Regions from separate parts of the Gasterosteus aculeatus genome. Here region 2 is linked to region 1. A link is a contact called in public Hi-C data. All regions are on one chromosome and are shown on one strand. The core of a region is the stretch at or near the end of the contact, and the rest is flanking DNA. Distances in the headings are between cores, read along the strand shown.

Region 1 (6,081 bases), core at 471-2,970:
AGAGAAGACGATGGGTAGAGCTGCTGTCAATCTTGGCAATCAATGCGCGCAGCCATGTCGCAAGTATTCAAAGCATTTCCCGTCGTGCAACATCAGAAAGTGAGTGGCCAGGGCATTGATCTGAGGAAGGCAAAGAGGCAGGACTCCCCCCTCCTCCTCCTCCTCCTCCTCCTCCTCCCAGACAAGAGACGCGAGAGAGAGGGGGAGAGGGAGAGAGAGAGAGAGAGAGAGAGAGAGAGAGAGAGAGAGAGAGAGAGAGAGGAGAGAGAGAGGAGAGGTTTGTGGCCAAATGAAAGTGGAGAAAAGGAGGATGGTTGTAGCCGCCGTAGTTAGTTCTAAAGGTTTACTTAAAATGAACATCTCTTGCAGGTGCATCGACTGCAAAGTTAAGGATTTCTTTTGCTTCCTTTGTAGAGATGTTGATGGTGCACTTTTCCATTTAGTCGACTTTTTTTAGTCTATTTTGGTGAAGGACAAATCATAAACTGACCCTTGCAACTTCAGAATGAATATTAAAAAATGGCCGTTTGTTCAGAGCAAGAGATTACATGAGTTAATGGGAGCGCGCGGGGAGCCTTCTAAGAGGAGATCAGGTGTTTAGATTCGGTGTGATACAACCGAATGTATTTGCAGAAATTGAATCAGCACCTGAGATATACATGCATTTTGTTAATGATTTTTTAAATAGCCATAAAACAAGACGGTTTGATTTACACAGGTCACAGATGTCTCCCGACCTCTCTTTGGATATTTGCAAATCGCATGGACTGAATGCACCTAAAATTTAAGATCATTACTTTGACAGATTATGCGACAAAAATTAGGTCCAACAGACACGTTCCTCTCGGCATGAAGAGCGTTTAAGATTTGTTTTAATGTCACATTAGATAAAACAATTATCACATCAAAATTAAAAAAAACAATCCTCATGAAGGAGTAAGTTTTCCGAGGCATATAATTAAGATTAATTGAGATTTTTTTGAAATGATAAAACATACGTATTTATAAAAAACAGTGTGTAACGTGCAGCACTATTAAAAACGTTATTTAACCCACATTTAACTTTGATTTCCCTACACTGATACACTGCACTTCTTATTTTTTAAGAAAATCCCCAAAAGGTGTTCAACCCAGTAACTATAACTGAAATAATCAATGTGTTACATCACTATGTCCATGCAAAGTTATTTTAGACTGATTCATATGAATAAATCCTTTAGTGCGTTTTAAAATAGAATCGTTTGACATCTGAAATAAAAGCCAAAGTCCCGCGGCCATGGATGTACCATGGATCAGTTACTAAAACAGGCGATTGTACAATGAGACACTTATCTGTACCGAATGAGCATGTGTTTAAAATCATCAACGAGAGTTTGGAGGAGGCTCAAGTACGTCAAACACACCAAATGAACCATGTTCAGAAATCAGAGAATAGTCAGAATAAGACAGGAGAAAGGGACAGCTGACGGAAAAAGTTACAAGCCACACAATCTGCAGCAGCATATAATGATGAGAAGAAAAGAACGACCACCTCAAAACACATCACAACACCCAGCAAAACAACGCAATTCACTGTAATTTCATCAGGCAATAAACAAAATGAAATAGGAAAGTTACTTACAAAGACAGGAGACAGCAGCAGGAAATTCTGATTGTTAACTGCACAGTCACATAGAGCTACAAGAGGGAGGAGAAGCAGAGAGAGAGAGAGGGGGAGAGAGAGAGAGAGAGAGAGAGCGAGAGAATTGGCCACACAACTCATCCACAGCACCGCATCACAGCAGACTCCCTCACTCCTTCTTTTTTGTTGTTCAAAATCAAACGCCATCTCGATCAGGGAGCATCACGTGTGTGTGTGTGTGTGTGTGTGTGTGTGTGTGTGTGTGTGTGTGTGTGTGTGTGTGTGTGTGTGTGTGTGTGTGTGTGTGTGTGTGTGTGTGTTAATATCGCCGCTGAAAGGAGGGAGAGCGAATATGAAAGACAGAAGAGACTTACCTTTCCGCAAGAAACTTTTTTTCTGCCGTCCAGCGGACCCTTTCCTCCATATAAAACCATAACAAATATTACCTACTTTAATAATAAAACAACTTCCACACAGTGGTGTGACGAGGTAAAACACTGCCGCAACAGTCCAACATTTTTGTTTTTCAAACCCACGCACGATGATTCCTGTCTGCTGCGTGTTCGCAGATTTACCGCGACTGAAAAGCCAGTTTTACGTGGCTCATACGCCACCTTTTGGCCACTGCAGGAACTGCTGAAAAAGACCATCCAGCCTGTACAATTCAGATGACTGTACTGAAAATAAAACCAGAACATTTGGACCACAACACTCAGGCTATTACAGAGGTTCATCGCAGTGCGTGTAAGCAGTGAAACGGTTTTACTTTAAACACTTGAGTTCTCTACTTTGGGAGCTCTCTGCTGCTTTGGAAATTATGTTATTTGTATTCGGAAGTAAAGGACGGATGCAAAAAGTTATGTCTCATTGGGTTTGCTTATTCCGCCAGGCTAACATTGTACATGCTTATGGGTACAGCTGAGCAGGTGCCAGATAGCTCTCGAAACACAAGTATAGACTGCTATTTCTATAGAGGTGACTGTAATGGCTTCCTCTTTATAGCTCAGAGTGTGTGACGCCTGCATGCAGAGTAAAAGACAGTGCAACTTGTTGGGGGGTAAAGCAGACACATTTGCATAGCCTGTGAGTCTTTGATGCATCTTGAAATTCAAGTCTAGCCCATAAATATTTGAAAAGGAGAGTGCATAAAAATCAACATTTTTGTTACATTAAATTAACATGTGTTCTTCTCCTGTTCTGCATGGTTAATTAGAGAAAGCCATTCAGTTAGTGAGCAAAGACAGCACACGTGTGTGTGTGTGTGTGTGTGTGTGTGTGTGTGTGTGTGTGTGTGTGTGTGTGTGTGTGTGTGTGTGTGGGGGGGGGGAGAGGGGGGCTTTGATTGCAGTGCTGCAGCCAGAGCAGGTTTCAAAAGTGTGCAGCTGAATCATGCTAAAAAAACCAACAATGGTTTGTTTTCTTAATGGGGATTCACAATTACCTGCATTTACCAGAAGGAAGATTATTATAAAAGTTCTACTTCAGACCTTTAAGCGGCACGCTACACCAATTAAGCCTTTATAAATTATTTATACATGCCTACTACCCACCAAAACACAGTTTAATGTAGTCATGGACATTATTTCACTGTTTATTTGTCACTGTCTTAATTCATTTCAATTTCAATGCAATTTATTTTTTGTATGCTTCAAAATTAAAAAGCACAAAATATTTCAATACAATAGAGTAACCACACATTCAACACATATGATATAAATGATTCATATAATGAGAGAAATAAGCAGCATAATGATGGGAAAATAACAGCAGCAGAGGATATAATAGAATAAACGAGTAAAAGCACATGTATGATCATATAACATGTGTTTGATACAGGGTTTAACATTGTTGAAGTTTAATACTGGATAATCACATCTTCAGTTGTTTTAAATACATTTATAAACAGCTGTAAACCTGCTGTTAACAGTACAACACACTACACTGGCCGGTGTATAAATATCTTAAAATTGTTATTCATCAGCCCAAACTTCTGAACATCCTGACGACTCTTGCCAACAGCCACAACGGCTGATACGAACCAACACAACTTAGTCATTATTGAATGCTAAACATATGCAATGCAACACTATTTGCATACGTGCATATCGCCTCTCTCCCAATTGGACTTGCAAAGTGGGACGCTCTGTTCTCATTAGTTGACCCAAATCTCTTACTTGTAACTCTGGATTTCATCAAAGTTTAGTCAGGATCTAATATTTCCTTTCAAGTTAACAGAGAACCACTGATTAATCATGTTGAAATAAGGAGTGCAACATGCCAATTCTAGTTATATACTTCCATCATGCAGCGTGTGCCAGCAGTACTACAAATATCAACTCTGTAGCAGAATACTAACAGAATCCAAACATGTGCGGAAGTTTTAAATACATTACCTGCTCTTTGTTATTTAAGGCCCAGTCAACACTCTGGGAAAGTGAAAACTTCTTCTTAGTCTGTAAATTAACACACATTAAAAACACACATCTCAAATTACATTCTAATATGACTGTGGTTACTGATATATATAAAAAAGAAATAACAACTAAACTGATGGATGCCCCGTGATGGTGCATCGTAGATCCACAGATGTGTGTGTTCCCTTTTCATTCGAGGGACTGAACATGGCAAATTTCACTTAGATCCGTGTGTATGTGTGCACAAAGCAGCCGGATAAAAGAGGAGGCCCTGGGGCATTTGGTTCATTTACGAAGCAGCTGCTTTTATGTACAAAAAGCCCAATTCACTGTAGGTATTGTAAAAGCCTTCCGTTTAAGGAACATAAGATTAATTCATTGTTTAATATAACACAGCACCTTCTCAAAACACACTTAATCATTTATGTCGAAGGAATTCTAAACTGTTTCTATATATATCTACAGATCTATATATATAGATCTAATATATATATATATATATATATATATATATATATATATATATATATATAGCTCAGGTAAATGTGTTGTTCAATATTTTGTATTTTTCTAACATTTGTATTACCTCCTGAGTGATGGTGCAAATGTAAAACCTTTGAAATCAAAGATTACACAAAGGCATTTTTTTATTTACAGCAAATAGTCGGGTCAACACGCTGCAGCAGAACTACTGTATGTCAGCCTCTCTCTATTCTTTTGAGCTCGCACGCACGATTGAAAGAATATTCAGTGATTCCTAACTCGTCAATTATTCAACAAATCACCATTCCATTTCTTACATATTCAAAAATGTACCCTATGTGGGGCTTGAAAATGATAAAACAGCATAAAATACTATTTTGAAATCAAAGCACCTATTGCATGGGCTTCCTTGGTTTTGTATTTGTACAATTGGACTACAATCTGGATCCCTGCGGTGCCCAGAGGAGGGGCCGGCTGTGCTTCCAATGCAATCCAATCCTCACGTTCACGGCAAGTAACAATAATATTTATGTGATGGAAATATGTATCACTGGGAATCAGAGCGGGATCTCCCCTTTCTCTTCCCCCGTCGGGGGATAACTGTGAATATGTAACACGCAGCGGTGTGCAGCGCAGGGAACAATGTAGACTTGAGTACAAGGTCGGACTCCTTAGCACGGTCTCAAAAGGCTCTTCCTTTCAACGTAGAAAAGGAAACCTGACGAACAGAGTAACAGAAGTTGGACTTTAGACATCGACGTGGGACACTGTTACTTTAGTGATTTCTACATTTTATTTACTGCTGCTCACCTGCTAGATTTTATTCACTTCTACAAAAACGACTGTAACAACATCGCTGTCAGGAAAGCGAGCAGAACGTGTCGTAGTCTCTCTACATCGGTGAATCCAGCAAGCATTTAGTTACAGATTAATGCGCGAGGCCTTGATTGCCTTTAACAGAACAGCACCCAATTAGCATAATAGGCCCCCGTTCATTCTCTTTGAAGTCCAGAGCATAGAATAACAAATGTATATGAACCACCAGCCAAACGTCAATACATGGAAATGCCACAATCCTCAGTGGAGGGTATTGGTGGATTTTTGCAGGAGGAGGGAAAAACATCCCATTTTTTATTGCAAAATCAGCAGAACGGAGGATGTGATGGGTCTCCGAGCCACCAGGGCCAGCAGGCGCTGTGGGCCCCCCCCCACCCCCCCCGATCCTGGAGGAGAAGAGGAGGCAGCGAGGGAGGGAGGGAGGATGCTGCTGCCGAGGGAGGTGCGTCCTCCTCTCTCAGGTGTTTTCAAAGCGCACTACGATGCAGACTGGTGTAAGTAATTACCCTCCAATTAAAGATAAAGATGCCACTTGGGAGGCAGCCGCATCACAACTGCTCACTATCAGACAGGCAAAGGCAGGCATGGGCGCTGCATCCATTTAAAGGGCGTACATCACATCCTATCAGAGCATTTTCCGGGAGGGGGGGGAATCATCATTAATGTAACATGATAAATATTTGTGTTGAAAACCGTGGACTGTGTGTCTATTGAAAAACATTCCCT
Region 2 (6,860 bases), core at 1,552-4,051, 49 kb before region 1:
CCATTCATTCACGCGCAGAGCCCAAGTGTCTCAGTGTGCTGTTGTTCAAGTTTTGTTAGCAACAATGGATGCTGTTATTTTCTTTTCAATCGGCCCATTCCCTGTCTGTGGGATACAGAGCCATACGGACTGAGACCTGCTGGGCAAAGATGGAGAACTTTGCTTCTCATGAGCGACTGAGCTCATTGGTCCAGCTCGCAACAGGGAAGCTGAGAACAGACTTACAGTACCGTCTTTGTGAAGCAAAGTGCCACCCACCCAGAAGAACACAACAAAGAATAAGGGGTCGACAAGGTGTGCCGGGGGGCAGTAATAATAAAAAGGCTAGGATCGAATCTAACAACCCAATTTCCCTTGACCAATATTATGCGGGTTTGGAGAAGAATAGCGAAAAGGCTGCCTCGACAAACAGTTGATTTAAATGTTCAATAATAAAGTCAACCAGCAGATGGAAACTTCACAATGTGCAATTAAGGATTTGGTCTTGAAGCATACTAACCACTCGAACGGAGCAGACTTAAAAATTATTCCAGAGGTACTTTCAAAGAGACATGACGTCAAATAATTATAATCATTGGCACTCAGGCTTTGCAGTGCAATAAAACACATTTCTATTCATTCCTTTTGACATCCTCATCTCATCTCCTGGCGCATGTAATGTTATTGAACAAGGAGAGAGAAAAGGCATTGAGTGTTTCATCACTGCTGATTAAATAGTCTCTTTGTTCAAACGGCAACCGTCAAAGTTTAGGGTAAGACATTTTGGCTCGCGGTTTCGGGTAAAACAATGCAAACACGTTAATAGGCTGCTTATCTACACAAGTTGTCATGTTTGCTTGTGTCTTAGCCGGATGGCTAATATACGTATGACTTACAGAACAAGCCCGCAATGTGCGCTGAAATCATTAGCAGGCCACAGGCGCTGTCTGTGCCCAGGGCTTGTGTTACGCTCACACTATTTTGATCCTTGGTCAGATGACACCGGCTCTTTTGTCCAGTTATGTGTGGAGAATGCTTGGGAGTTGAATGCCATTGCTAGGACAGTGATACTCAGCTGGCACACAAGTCTCCCTGTGTAACCCTACTGCGCACGCACACACACACACACGCGAGCGGCCTCCCTTTGCACCCATCCCATTGTAGAATAGGCCGTTCTCGCCATTTCTGATTGCCTATGCCCCTCCTACCTCCCCTGTCCTCAAATCATGCCGTTTGTCTGTTGATGTCTCTTTTGATCGTGATCCTTTTAATCGCAAAAACATGGCTGTTATTTCCAAATTCTAGCCCAATGACAAATATAGCAGCACTAATGGCTCCTGCCGTCTTGTGTGTCCTCATTTCACAATTTGTGTGTCCCCCCCTCCAAATAGCGCGGCCTCACATAAAACAGTCAGGCCAAACGGCTACTGACCTTACCCCCCCCCCCCCCCCCCCCCGGTCAATCACCAGGGCAGAATCTCCACCACCAAATATAAATATTTCACTGTTCCCCCAAACTGCACACGCAGTGATGTCACCGACGAGACATACACTGTGGTGGTGTGTGAGTGCGTAAAGACAAACGAGCCTCTGTGCAGCCCTCGCTGCGATTTGTCTCTCGGAGACACCCGTTTCCTCCTATCAAGGGGTTCCTTTGCAGCTAGTAAGCCAGGATCACAATGGAAGTTTTGTAATGCATGGGTGCAGGGGGACACGCTCAACAGCTGAAACCGAGGAAGATGGCCCCTGGAATGCTCCGCAGCAGTTGCTACTGTTGACTAATCGGAATATGAGAACTCGGGAAGGTGATCTTGAATGCAAAGAATGGCACATTGAAGCAGCAGCTGCTTGTTTTGTCATCTGAAAGACCATGACAGCAGAAAGGGTTCCCTTTTTGAAAGGGGGAAACAAAATCTATATCTTAGCTTGTGTAAAGTGAAACCTGTTTCCTCCCAGAATCCTATGGGGGACATGGCGGTGTTATGTGGGGGCTCTGTTTTGGGACAGATAGTAAATACATAATTCAGCAGAGGACTAGACACTCTGTGCTCCCTATTCCCCTCATACAGCCACTCCATTTAGCCCTGGGCTCTGATCTCAGCCTGGCAGACGAGCAACTTTGTCACTGGAGAGTACGATGGGGTGGGAGACAAACATCGTAGGAGGAGGGAAAATGTTGATTTGGATCTTTTTCGGATGTCGAAATGATAGGGAAAACATGGAAAGGGGGAGAGGAGAAAGAAAGGAAAAGCCAAAAAAAAATGGACACTAAGGAAGAGCATGAGAACATGAGATTAGGGAGATGCAGGCTATCTTTTTTTTTTTTTTTTTTTTTGTTAAGTTCACATGTCAGGCTGGCAGGCTGCCGGCGGCATAGAGCCGAAAAATCTATTTAACGTCTGCTTCACAGGGTGACAAGAGGGTTGATTGGCAGAGAGCAAAGAGACGCTTTTGATCATGTGTCCTAACAAGCGATTCCAGCTCATGTCTCTTCAGCCTGAACAGATCTACATTACCTATTCAAACAAAAGTGACAGACCAGAGCACTGCTCCGCTGGGCTGGTGCTCCACGCCACAGGCCAAGAGAGAACACTCACACATGCACACACACAAACGCTCGGGAAGGCCCCCCGCCTACTTATATACAAGCGTGTACACACACACACACACACACTCCTGCACAAAAGTATGTCGGCTATTTGAACAAATGGTACGAAACTTGTTGACAGAATAAACGACATATTATTAGTAGGAGGCGAGTACGCGGTGCACAGGAGGGATGCTGGGGCTTTGCAAGTGTGTGTGTGTGTGTCCTGCCAGGAGGGGCCCAGACTAACAGTCCGACAGGACGCTGCATTCAGTGAGCGCAGCACACAGCTATGTGCGAAGACTGCCTCAAAATCTGCAACCAAGGCAACTGAGTTTCCAGCCTCATTGCATATGCATGGAGTCAGAGGCTCATGCTCAGATCATTATAACAAAGATTCCTATTAATTAGGTGGGATAAAGCAGAACCAGATGACATGGCAGCTGGGATGAGAAGAGCGGGGCGAGGGAGGGAGCTGAAAGAGGAGGAGAAAAGGTGCATCAGTCTGTTTGGGGGGGAAGGGATGCGGTGCTTTTTATAATATAATGTATAATACAGACACTGTGCTCTACAGAATATGTCTTACAAAACCCTTTTAGTGCCACATTCAGGCTAAATAAATCCCCCAAAATAAATGAGTTGGTGCTATTTAGCACCTGCAGACAAGTCACCTGTGAGTGTCCATGTGGAGTCAGCAGGGGCTGTGACACTGACAGGGGACGGTGTTACAACAGAGTCAAGAGTTCATCAGTGCTCATCAGACCACAGGCTTAGAGCTGATCCCATTCTTTTCTAAAGCTTTCACCCTTCCCTGAATCTCATTACATGGCCTGTTGTAATAGAGGATAATGACCTGGGGCTACACACACAATGCTGATCAACCCCCCCCCCCACACTCAACCTACTGCACAGTCATTACACAGTGATAATACACATCCTCGCCGGGAGGATTACGCTGAGAAATGGAGGAGAGGTGGTGCAGGCACAGGGAGAGAAAGAGAGGTCTAAGTGATAACGCAGGGCCACATCTAACAATGTTCCCGAACAAAATGAGTTCACCGTGGCTCACCGAGTTGTACTGTTTTATGTCCCCGCCAATGGATAGGTTACCCGCCGCTGAAATAAGGGAGACTCTTTCCTCAGTATCCATTATATGTCCTTCGACCGGAGGTTAAAGGAGGTTTCACTTTGGTTGAACTGTGGTACGGTTCCCCATTGCTAAGCTAATCAGCCGTGATTCTGTCAAAGGGCTCCAGGTGTTGAGTATTCTGCTTGAGCACCTACTGTATCCACTGTGACAGGTCTGAGGAGCCGTAGTATCAAGGAAGGGCATCGTCTTTGTTCCTATGTCTTTTTTATATGTCGGTGCGTTTTCTTTGCCAGGGAACTAAACTGTGACGGATACCGGAGGCATTGCAGTTTTGGTACTTATTATGCAACAATTAAATTTTTATTAAAATTAAAATAAACTTTTAAAATTTTTTACTCTATCTCAGAAAACCACTCAATAACACAAAAAGAACTTGATTACATGTGCTCGATTTACGGCCAAGAACTCACCCGGTAGATACTGGGCCTAAGGAAGTCCCTAGGACAGGGAGCTAAAACCCAATTACCCGTCCTTGTCTTGGGGGACGATCATAAAGATTCAACACACAACGTATTTTTTGTGTTGACTTAGACAGTATTGATTCATACTTTAGTGCATTATATAAAACTGTTCTAATTGCATGTGAATCAAATCAAGGTCACCTTGGGTTTTTATAATGGAGGCTGTTTTTCCGTTTCCCCCCCAATACTTTATACTGACATTTTTAAGTCTTGACAAGTGCTGTCCGGAGACTTATCCATAAATAATGCATTTACAATACCTAGTAAATAAACATGGGGCACAATCGTTAGCCCTGCTGGCAACCGGGCCTAATAGAGCTTTTACAGCAAAGGTGACTATTCAGCTAAATGTGGTGCTCGCTGCTGGGAGGACATTTTTATTCATTAGCACAGTCACAAGCACTTAAAGCACTTCAAGGACCAGAAACGGAGAGGAAGGGTGGAAGGACGGAGGGTACAAATATACAGCGATGGAAGGATGGGGAAGATAATGAGCACCGCCTCTATTGTTATGTTATTCTCTATTATAAGGCATCAGGGTCAATGAAGGAAACCCATGAATCTTTTGGCTTTGAATTACATTGTACTAAACAGGAGTAAGACCTCTTCTTTTCTTGCAGGTGAATTTACATTTTTCCATTTTTTCAATGTGTTAGTTAAGTACATTTTAACATCAGCCAGAAGAAATCCGATAAATTATTCAACATTTTTTGCAGCTAAAGACGGAGAAAAAGGTACCTGAATTTTGTTTTCTCACTCAGGGCTTTCTTAGGTGTCATTTAATGCTGTGATACAATGGGGTTGAGTAGAATCTAATGTGTTCATTGGTTTTCCCTCTACATTACAGGTCCCTACATTTATCTATCGGCACAATGAACTGTCTCGACCAGACAAGGAGGTCCAGAGAAGAATGGAAGCAGATGGTGAAGAATCCCTGAGGACCTTTTGATCCCAACCAGACAGCCACCGAAGCAGCAGAATCATACACAACAGTTGTCATGCTTTGATGAGCAATATATTTAGCTCATCTGTTGCTTTCGCCACGTTAGCACCATTATTAAGACAACAAATGGCTTTTCCAACCTTCTATCTTTTTAACTGGTTAATTCTGCCCATTTTTAAATTTTCAACAGTGTCTCTCTTCATAAACGAAGATTTCAGCGAGGTTTTCCTTTCTAAGAGTCCCTCTTCCTCCATTTTACAGTAATCACTGATCATCACCACTAAAGCTTCCTCAAGTGCTCTCGAGAAGAGAGTAACTCTCAGTTCCTGCAGCTCGGGGACGGCACACTGAACTTTGTGAGGCTCTTGTCTTCTGCTGTGTTCTCTACAAAGAAACTAATTTTCTGCAACAAGGGAGTGTATTTAGGTGCCGATGATACGCAGCGCATGAGGCAAAGCAAGTCTCTATTATTAACAGGAGATTAAAACAGCTGTATGGCACTCTAAAGCACCCTCTCCTCCCTGCGTTAACATACGGCCCTGGATTACAAGCTGCACTTGACCATTTAAATTACTGCAACAACCAGCCTTCACCAGCTGGGGCTCATTAGCATAACACCCGCTGTAGCTGCAGAGACCACTGACAATATTGGCCTGAAAATGAACTCTGCCACAAACATGACATATGTATGTATACATGCTTACCTTAGGATAGAACCAAGAAGGGTTAACAGAATCCCTTTACTTTTTTACAAACCAAAATGTGTCCTATGAAGCACTTTGGGAGGTGGTTTTCATGCACATGCCGGCGTCAGCTCCACATGTAGCAGGCAGACTGCCTATTGAATGCAGAAGACGCCGTCATGAACGCCCGGAAAACGTGGAAACTATTTGCAGATTGCAAGTGTGTCTGCATTAATTGTGATATGCTCATGAGGGTTTCACGTCTACACTTACTTCAGTGGTCATTAGATAATATAGAAGAACATCAATTACAGTATACTGGCCTGTGCACCAGCATGTTTGGTGTGTATAATCTATCAAATACGTCGTTTATAGGTGTTTTTTTTACCTAAATCAGTCTTCGTATCAGGTCGTGGCTGAGAAGCCTGTGATGCTCTGATACAAAGATCACTAAACGAACACTTAAAAAGGAAGTGGCAAATTATTTTTAGGCTAACAGAGGTCTAATTTATTCGTCTGATGAAGTGCTTAAGCTAAGAGCTCCCCAGACACTAAATGAGACACATGCATTCCCAAGGGGGTTTAACATTTGATTGGATGTAGTTATATTACCGCAGCCCTAATTAAGAAGGGGGGTGTGTTTCAGCACAGCTCTTTCAAATATTTGTTTTTCCGCCATACTCTTGATAGACTGCAGGCTGTGGGTGAAACGGCGTGTCGGTATGACAAAGACCTATAAGTCTAATCAAGTATTCTAGCAAAATGAAAGGTCTGGAATGTCCATGATGCGTTCAATCGGATGTGAGAAGCGCTCGGGTTGTAAACTTTGATGAATAACTGCGCTAAATAAAAACAGTTTTGTGTATCAAAATACAAAGAAGTAATGTCCCTGGCATCAGGTCAGCACTATGAGTTTTATAGTCAAAGAGTTTGCCTTGGCACTGAAGAAAGACCACACTGAAGCTGAGGTGCACTGCCACACAGTCTTTGTCACATTGGAAGATGTTCATAACAAACTGAAAAGGCTGTGTCGTCAGTGTTGCAGCTCGTGTGTGTG

Evidence for each region. A called contact is a pair of places that touch in the nucleus more often than the background predicts.
Region 2: a Hi-C map of skeletal muscle shows a contact between it and region 1, with 6 times the contacts expected there. The contact joins the enhancer-like site here to the promoter of sox6 in region 1. A contact is called at or near these places in 2 of 6 Hi-C or Micro-C datasets (skeletal muscle and whole body).

The regions. Positions count from the first base shown.
Region 1 is chr12:11,010,569-11,016,649 of fGasAcu3.hap1.1, reverse strand. It overlaps sox6 (SRY-box transcription factor 6), which reads right to left and starts at 1,720. Exons shown (of 17, transcript XM_078085209.1): 1 at 1,622-1,720.
Region 2 is chr12:11,060,037-11,066,896 of fGasAcu3.hap1.1, reverse strand. The region is part of intron 5 of sox6 (SRY-box transcription factor 6); the gene reads right to left. Among protein-coding and RNA genes, the nearest start is that of sox6, 49 kb to the right of the region's middle. Within about 2 kb of position 2,801, at least 3 of the 9 cell types and tissues checked have open chromatin away from gene starts, as enhancers often do.